Regions from separate parts of the Hordeum vulgare genome. Here regions 2 and 3 are each linked to region 1. A link is a contact called in public Hi-C and HiChIP or PLAC-seq data. All regions are on one chromosome and are shown on one strand. Each heading gives the region's core, a stretch centred on a gene start, on an enhancer-like site or on the middle of the called end of the contact. The rest is flanking DNA. Distances are from core to core; before and after follow the strand shown.

Region 1 (2,867 bases), core at 199-2,698:
TAACATTTTAAGCATCATAAAGTCCTCCATGGAAAATGGTTAGTACTCTTACCTAAGAAACTGAAATACAAATACATGAAAAATGACACCGTACTAAGAAAGAAAACAAAAGGAGGGAGTTTATTGACACATGCCTTTGTAACCTCCTCTCCTCTTCGGAACTCGAGTTCAAGAGGGTTCAGTTCATACTCCGGAACTTCTTTGGGATTTGACACAGCCATTGGAGTCTTCTTGGTTTTCTAGTAGAGGAGAATAACAAATATATATAAAACATTTTCCATATCATAGCAAGAGTTAACAACAGTTTCGGGAATTTTGATTTACAAAAACAACAAATGCATACCGGAAGTTTTGCTCCTCTTGCTCTGAGAAGGTTGTAAACTTCAAAGTGCCCGTAATGTTTAGCGTCCGCTGCTGGCTGAAATTGTGAGTATGGAAATAAAAGCTGAGATCAGGTTCGGCTAAATAAGTAGTTGCACCGAGCGGGGGTTCAGCCACTACTTTCCCTGCGCCTATATTATCGCTATTTCCGAATGCATCACGTTGGTCATTGCCCCAATGTGGCAGACGCTGTACTCTCAGTACGATATAATTGCACAAACGAAATGGCCAGAGATGCTTGATCGGAAGTAGGCAAGTACGGGGCGTAGCGAAATTCAGGTGATGCATAGCAGGGTGGCGAGAGAAGAGAGTTTGGCGGAGGGCGCACCGTGCTCCCCCATCGGTCGCGGGCGTTGATGTTGGCCTTCCAGCCGAGCAGCAGGCGCACCACCTCCCCCCGGCCCTCGCAGGCGGCGATGTGCAGCGCCGTGCGGCCGTCGAAGTCAATGCTGTCGACGTCCACCCCTTCCCTGAGGAGCTCCTCCACGCCGCCCGCGTCGCCCTGGCACGCCGCGTACAGCAGCCGCATGGTGGCGTCCAGGTTCTCCGGCATGGCGAGCACAGCCGCGTCGGGCGCCGGCGTCGGGTCGAGCGACGACTGCCTGGCGAGGCCGAACCTGGTCGGCCCCGCCGCCGCCGCAACGGCCCCCGTCGCCGCGGCCGCGCCACGCCGTGGGGTGTGCGGCTCCAGCGACAGCTGGCGCCACACCCGCGCCGCCCCAGACGACAGCTGCCGCGAGAAGCTCCGCGTCAGCTTCGCCGCCGCGGCCATCGCCTCCGCCTCGCACAGCCGAAGTACGGATCCCAACCAGCAGGCGCGGTGCGAGATCGATGCCGGCGAGAATCCGCGCGCGGTTTTTGGTGCGTGGGATCTCGCGCGTGGCCGGGGCGGAGGTGGGTGCCTCTGGGGATTGGAGACGAACGATGATTGGGCGTGGGCGATGGTGCTCCGTAATAAAAATTGGGCGGAGACTCGAGATGGTGACTAGTGGCAGCGGAGCGGCAGTTGTTGGCATCAGTGGTGTACTATGGAATAGTAGGAGGAGTAGTGGGAAGCAGAGCAGGGGAGGGGAGGGAGCCGATCGACAGGGAATAAACCGCCGGTGAGGGGGGAGCATCGCGGGTACAGCTGGTGCTCGACCTGAGTTCAAAAGGTTTAGAGTGGCTGACTGCCGGGGCCGGGTAGCTGTGGGGTCATTATGTCGGGGAGAGTTGGCGCGGGAGTTGGAGGGGTTTTGCGTGTTTTTTTGTCGGTTCGTGGGGACACTTGCCGACGACTTTTTGTTTTTTTTCCTTCCTCCGAATCGAAATTATTCTCGTCTTCGTCTAGCTGAATGAATATCTAGCGGGTGGGCTACGAACACTTGTTGCCAGTTGAATTTTCCTTCGGTCTGCCAGTCAATACTAATCTCTCCATTCCTAAATATAAGACCTTGTAAAGATTTTACTATAGATTACATACGAAACAAAATAAGTGAATCTACACTTTAAAATATGTCTATATACATCCGTATGTAGTTCATAGTATAATCTCTACAAGGTCTTATATTTAGGAACGGAGGGAGTACTCTATACTCTTGTTTACTTTGGGGCACTCGATGCATGTTGTTTAAAGCAACTCCAACCGCGATCAAAACGCATGTTATTTAGAGTAACTTCAACCGCGATCAAAATAGGACGTACGTTTTGTGCGCGTTTTATCTGTTAGGGTCGGTCCGGTGAACATTCATGTTTGATTTTAAAAATGTCATAAATATCTTGAAAATAAAAAAATTAATTAAACATTAATGCCGGCCTTAAAGACCGACGCGAGTCCACGAGTCCATTTTGCATTAAGTAAAAAACATTAATTTAAACATATAAAATTAGGAGGCGCGATGTCTTAGGTGTCCTCGTATTGGGACCAGTGAGGTCGACGAGCGTCGGCACCGGGCCAGTCTAGGGGAACGACATCTCCGAGGCTATGGCGATGTCATCCGTCGGTAGCTGCACCGCCGCTCGCTGGGCTGCGGCACGATGCTCCTCCTCCTTCGCCTCGGCGTCACGCTTCAACTGCTCGAGCCGCTGGCCCTCGAGGCGCTCCTCCGTCAGTCGTCGTTGTCGTAGTTTTCCATGTAGATCTGCTCCTACGACGGTGTCGCCCCCAACCAGAAGGGTGGCGCATTCACCCACTCACGCACTACCCCGTCCCATGTGTAGCTCTCGGTCCTGAGGGCGGTCGGCCCCGGCTCGGTCTTGGCGGGGGATGGCGGGGCCATTGGCGGCACGACGCAGTCGCGGATGGCGGAGAGCGCCATGGCCTCCGCCAGCCGCGCCTGGTAAGCCGTCGCCCCCTCCTCCTCCTTGCGCCACTCTTCCTCCTTGCTTTCATGGAGGATAGCCGCCTCAGCCTCCTGGTCATCACGCACGACGAGGGGCGGCGGGGTGCCAGCCCGCACGTCATGGACGCCACGCCGACCGCTGCACCGTCGACACTCGGATCCTCT
Region 2 (2,867 bases), core at 241-2,740, 380 kb before region 1:
CAACAATAAAAAACAGCTGTGAGAATAATGCTGAACAATCGCAGTACCAATATACCACACGCACTAGTCAATTCTTTTCAAAGGACACTAAGTATAGTTTTCTGGTATAATGAAAGGACAGTAAATCTGTAGGATTTCCTCTAACATAACAGTAGAACACATAAGTACAGTGAGTAATACATAGAAACCTATATGAGTAGCAACTAATATGGAGAATCAAAGTGAGCATGTAAAAGCTGTAAGAGAATCAACTCTGATCCAACTATACAAGCAAGCTCAGCAACAGCCCAATCAACAGCCAGCGGAACAAATAAGTCAGTGGTTGTGTATTTCCCAACTGATCACAAGAATCAGAGCTGACAATCCATAGCCAGCACAATAAATAAGGCAACAGTTGTGTATCTCCCAATTGATCACAAGATTCAGAGCTGACAATCCGAAAATGCATAAATACTACTGTATTGAGTAGTAATTTCACTGTTGCCGGTAAGAAGATTCCATGAGAATCAACTATGTTCTTCACCTCAGATTTACAACTTGCTCACTTTAAGTCTTAACTATGACAAGCACTTCTAACAGTTCAAGAACAAAAATTGAAGCAATCATTAATTAGTAGTAAACCTGGTTTGGACACTTGCATTAAGGAATAGGAACTCCATGTTTTAACTTCCGTAATAACAGTAACAGTTATAAAAGGAAGAAAAAATCAATAGCAGATCATCTCCTCGGTTGAACCATTTTTGCTATCAAGATATCCACACAGAAAAAAAAAACTCAACAACATATGGCAGTGACGATTTAATTCGACAAGTTTGACGTCAGGAGCAGTTCAGCAGGTCGAGCATCCGAGATTATATAAAAGTTACGCACTCCAATCGACTGTCGAAAATCGAAACCCCGCGAAAAGTATGAATCGCGTCAGGTTCAGTCCGTACCGATTCATCCATCCTCCCAAGTAGTAAAAGAGACAGGTAGCAGGGGCGGACTTAACCCTTTCACAGATTTGCAAACGATCAACGAAAATACTATATAAGGAACGGGCGAGAACAAAACAATTATGATTTCTGAAGTTTCGATCAGGACCGCGAAACCGGTCCCTTCGGCTGCCACCTACCCTGAAACAACCACCAACTCGCATTCGCCAGAGACGAAATTAGCCGGAAAAACAAAACCGCAGCAGCGCGCGCGGCCACAGGCTGTCGATCCGTCCCACCGAATCACCGCTGCGAGCGAAGCGAAATCCTTCGGAAATCGACCAATGCGTCGATCGACCGACCGGGCAAAAAAAAAAACAGAGGAAGAAAAACCGAAGGAGCGTCTGCGGAAAGGCTGGGGAGAGCTCACCCGGCGAGGGACGCGGCGCCGATCGACCGATCCCGTCGAGGTAGGGTTTAGGGTTTTTGAGGAGGGAGGGAAAGGAGGGGAGGGGAGGGGCGAGGGTGGAATGGAAGGAGAAGAGGGGCAGCGGGGGCTACTTTTTACTCGGAGTGGAAGGCGAGGCGGGGCGTGGCGTGGCGCAGACGTGCGAAGAAAGAAAGAAATGTGGCTGTTGCAACGTGCAGCTCAAACCGTGAGTCTTGTGTGGGGGGACACTTTTTCGCTGCGTTCGGGTCTGGTTGGGTCGCTGCTGACCGTCGGATCGGGGCCACCTGATGGAAAATGCATTTTGCTTTTATTATTTTTCTTATCTATCCTTTCGAAATTTTGCAACAGTTTCTTCATAAATTAATAAGGAATTTTTTTGGACCTGCTTGTTTTAAATTCGGGGCTCCAAACTTCACGACAGTCCGCGCACGTGCACCTATTAGGAAAGTAAAAGGAGTCGCATTCGATTTGATTCGCAGATATGCTGCCCACTATACTGTAGACATGTTGCTTCCTATGATTGGATGTCACAAGTGGCATATTTAGATGCTTTTCTTGCATGTTTTTATGCTCGTCCGCGGTTTCTTCGACCAACTTTAAGGCCAACTTTAATGGGTGCTTTGTCCGTTTTGCATCATTTGCGTTGGCAAATCGAACGGCCTTGTCCGATTTTATTCGTTCGTCCGTATATGCACTTCACCGGCCGTCGCATCGCAAACCATTTGTCTTGTTTTGGGCTTAAAGAAAAAACATTGCGAGATAATTAAAAAGACATATAGTACCATAAACTTACTAAAAAGTCCACAAAAGTCACGACCGCACATTTAAACTTAACTTAAAGGTATTTTTTGAAAGGTCGATCTGCGAGTCACCATCATGGCCGCCTTACACTATCGACGTCGATATCGTTGTCGTACTCGTCCTCATCGTCCCTGGTGAGGCGCTACCAAAGGTGGATTGGCAGCCCCCAAGCTAGGGTGGGCGTGACCCGTGGTTGCCATTGTGCGGCAGGCTATGATGGTGGGGTGGTGACATGGCACCCATGAGGCCGGCGGCAGGGAGGGCGGGCAGCATCATCACCTCCTACTTCACGTCCAGCTTAGCGACATCGCCAGCGGCTGTTAGCGTTATCATCTCCTCCAGACCCTCTCAGTGCTCCGCTTGCCTGCACTTGAACTCCCTCTCGGAGTCCTCCATCACGACCTGCATCAGCCGCTCCTCCCCTTCGGCGGTGATGGTGGGACGTGGTGGTGGTGGCGAGGAGGAAGAAAGGGAGGGCGTCGACGTCAGGCCATGCACCCATGTACGGCCGCGCGCTCTGGATGGGCTCGATGTGCCCACGTTAGAGCGTATTTCTCCTTTAGTGGTTTTGATGATTGATAACAATGCATTTGCGGACTAATTGTGTACATTAAGCCTTTCAGATAATCTATCATATGGCACAAGATGATTCTTGCCCCTCAGAGTTTAAAAGTGAAGACAGTTATTTTCCTGTGTTTCGT
Region 3 (2,867 bases), core at 200-2,699, 360 kb after region 1:
ACTTGCAAACACTTCGAGTTACTTGACTACCGAGGATGCAACAACCTCCTTGTATGTAACCCAATGCAAATTGGACTTGATACACATTGTCTTCATTCGACACTTGTGTGCCGACCCAACATCATTTCTTCCTAATAATTCAACTTGGTCACTTGGATCAACCCACTTCAATCTTATCTGTGTTTCTTCCACAATCTCTTCATAAGTAGGACTCTCAAGAAATATCAACTCTTGCTCATACTTGTCAATAATATCAACATTCATGAATGCCTCTTTGTCAACATAATGAATATTCACAACCTTGTCCATCTAAAAAATGAAACAAAAGTACCAATGCTAAGTATAACACATTCCTCACAAAACAACTAAGAAACTTCTATGTCCATCCAAATTAAGCATTACCCAAACCCTAACCCTAACCCTATATCTTAACAATAAGCATAACCCAACCAATACAATGCAACATTATTGGCACAACTATACTCATTAGTATACACTAAGAACATCACATTTTGAAACAATCTTCAAAACTAGGGTTAGAAAACAAATGAACAAAAAACCACCCAAAATATATAAATCCAACCAATCAAAATTTAAGAGATGAAGGAGATTACCTCAAGCAACGGAAATGACACCGGATCCACACACCAAATCAATCCTTTTGGAGGGATTTGAGAGGGGACAAGTGGGGGAGAAAAGGTGAAAAAAGGGGCCGCAGCTCGCGGAAGAGGTGGGGAAGAAGAGAGTGAGTGGAATGATGGCCTGATGGGAGAGGGCGGTGCTCAAACAAATATCTTAGACATAAACGCCATGGTGCCTGGCGTTGCACCCCTACGTGGAAACGCCATGAGTAGCTGGCGTTGCACCCCAGCAGAAACGCACACTAGTACGACGTTTCAGTAATGTACACACGTAGAGTATTATGGCGTTTCTTAGTTGATCAGAAACACCATGATTTCTGACGTTTTAAAAAAAGTCAAAACGTGAAATTCTTTTTCGGCGAGTTCATTCTGTCCAATACTTTCGTCACGAGGATCAGAACAATAATTTTGTCCGCACAATGGGTACGTGGGAGAACAACCTTCGGCTGTTGTGCTGTCTTTATGTTTCGTCCGGGCCTCTGGGCAAATACTTTGCGCAGCCTGCCGTGCGGAGAAACGACGAACTGGCATGCTGCGTGTGTGTATCTTTCTTGCGCAAAGATGGCTTTGCGCCTTCGCCCCCATCAGACAACTGCGGATACGCCTCCTTTCTATAGCTCTCCCGCACGCAAATCGTAGCATCATCAGGCCGCGGGTTCTACTACTTACTACTCCAGCGCCCAACGGAAAACGTGGTCACCCGTGACACATGGGCGGATCACACTGTCAGGCATGCGCGGCGGGGGGCAGCTCCGTAATTTCCCCCCTCATAAACCCTACTGCTGTTATGTTAAACCAACACACTGTCCCGTCCAGCACTTCCAGATAGCCACCAACCCCGCCCTCCAATATCCATGTCCGTCGCCACCGCCCACCACCTCCGGCCGTCGCCATCGGCGGCCCCCGACCGTCTCACTCGATGCGCCGCGCGCGTCTCCTTCCGCCCCTTGCGCCGCCGCGGAGTCGCCGCGGGGGCTAGCGCCGGCGGCGAGGCAACCGCCACCGTGTCGACGGTCGCCGCGGGCGCCAAGAGGGATCCGTAAGCGCCTCTCCCCGCCGCAATGCGCTCTCCGTTTTTGATACTTCGCGCCTGAATCCCGTCTTGCTGCGCGCGTTGCTTCTTTGAGCTGACTTTGATGGGAGTTGCTAGCCGGGATTGCAGGGTGCGGCGCCACACGATTTCTGTGTTCGTCGGGGACGAGAGCGGCATGATAAACAGGATTGCCGGGGTCTTCGCAAGGAGAGGCTACAACATCGAGTCCCTCGCCGTGGGGCTCAACAAGGATAAGGCCCTCTTCACCATCGTCGTCTCGGGGACGGACAGGGTGCTCAAGCAAGTCATTGAGCAGCTCAATAAGCTTGTCAACGTCTTGAATGTGAGCCTGCCGTTCCACATTTGAACCAATTTATTACTCCGTATATGGTTAGGAGGAGTAAACCATTCGGATTTCATGCCACTTGGTTTCAACAGCCTTCATAAGATTCCACTGACTTCAAAATTTTCTTTCAGCTCTAGCAATACAGTATACAGTATAAAATGCTAGAGCATAGCAGTTTCTAATTTAATCTTAAACACCTTAGCCGTATTCTGCGATAATACTCCATTCCGTTATAATCACAACTTCAATAGTCATTTCGACATTGGAAAAAAGCTCCTTCTGTGGATGTTCTGCATTTGTTGTTGTAGAACCATCAAGGAACTACACCTTTTAGGAATAATTTGATGGAACTATACACCTTTTCTTGCACAGGTATCCTGCACCTTTTTAGCTCTCCTGTATATCTTACAACCTGGCCCCACTACATAGTCTCACAGAGTCTTGTAGTTTCCCATTATGCATAGGCGGGTACAATGTGACTCAACCTAGGTGTAATGAGCTTTGCCTGGTAGACTACTCACAATGGGGAGTAACATAGAGTAGCAACATGCATATGTTATTAGTCTAAGTTACTACCTCCACAGTGGATAGTAACATAGGGGTAGTAACATTGAGCCTTTCATTTATTAGCTTATAGACTCATCTTATCTTAGTATGCGTTATGTTACTCATACTATGAGTAACTAGCTAAGTTACTCAATTTCTCTTTCTTCTCATTAATTAGGTGCCACATCATATTTTTTGCTTAGGTGGCATCTATGTTACTATCTATGTTACTCCCATTGTGGGTAGTCTTATGTTGGTCCAAGGATTAGTGAACATTTCTGTGCCACTTTCCTAGTTATTT

The links. Hi-C and Micro-C count contacts between places; a contact is called where the count stands out from the background. HiChIP or PLAC-seq counts read pairs in DNA pulled down with a chosen protein or histone mark.
Region 2: a contact with region 1 is called in an H3K4me3 HiChIP or PLAC-seq map of embryo, with 8 times the contacts expected there. The contact joins the promoter of LOC123402008 here to the promoter of LOC123403344 in region 1. A contact is called at or near these places in 1 of 6 Hi-C or Micro-C datasets (seedling) and 1 of 1 datasets of contacts at active chromatin or transcription factors (embryo).
Region 3: a Hi-C map of leaf shows a contact between it and region 1, with 6 times the contacts expected there. The contact joins the promoter of LOC123401417 here to the promoter of LOC123403344 in region 1. A contact is called at or near these places in 5 of 6 Hi-C or Micro-C datasets (leaf, seedling and an unstated tissue) and 1 of 1 datasets of contacts at active chromatin or transcription factors (embryo).

Annotation. Positions count from the first base shown.
Region 1 is chr6H:348,527,033-348,529,899 of MorexV3_pseudomolecules_assembly, forward strand. It overlaps LOC123403344 (integrin-linked protein kinase 1-like), which reads right to left and starts at 1,449. Exons shown (of 12, transcript XM_045097286.1): 1 at 710-1,449; 2 at 344-418; 3 at 135-239. The coding sequence starts at 1,153.
Region 2 is chr6H:348,146,790-348,149,656 of MorexV3_pseudomolecules_assembly, forward strand. LOC123402008 (mitochondrial proton/calcium exchanger protein-like) reads right to left here and starts at 1,491. Exons shown (of 15, transcript XM_045095861.1): 1 at 1,345-1,491.
Region 3 is chr6H:348,889,679-348,892,545 of MorexV3_pseudomolecules_assembly, forward strand. It overlaps LOC123401417 (acetolactate synthase small subunit 2, chloroplastic-like), which reads left to right and starts at 1,450. Exons shown (of 12, transcript XM_045095213.1): 1 at 1,450-1,680; 2 at 1,792-2,017. The coding sequence starts at 1,496.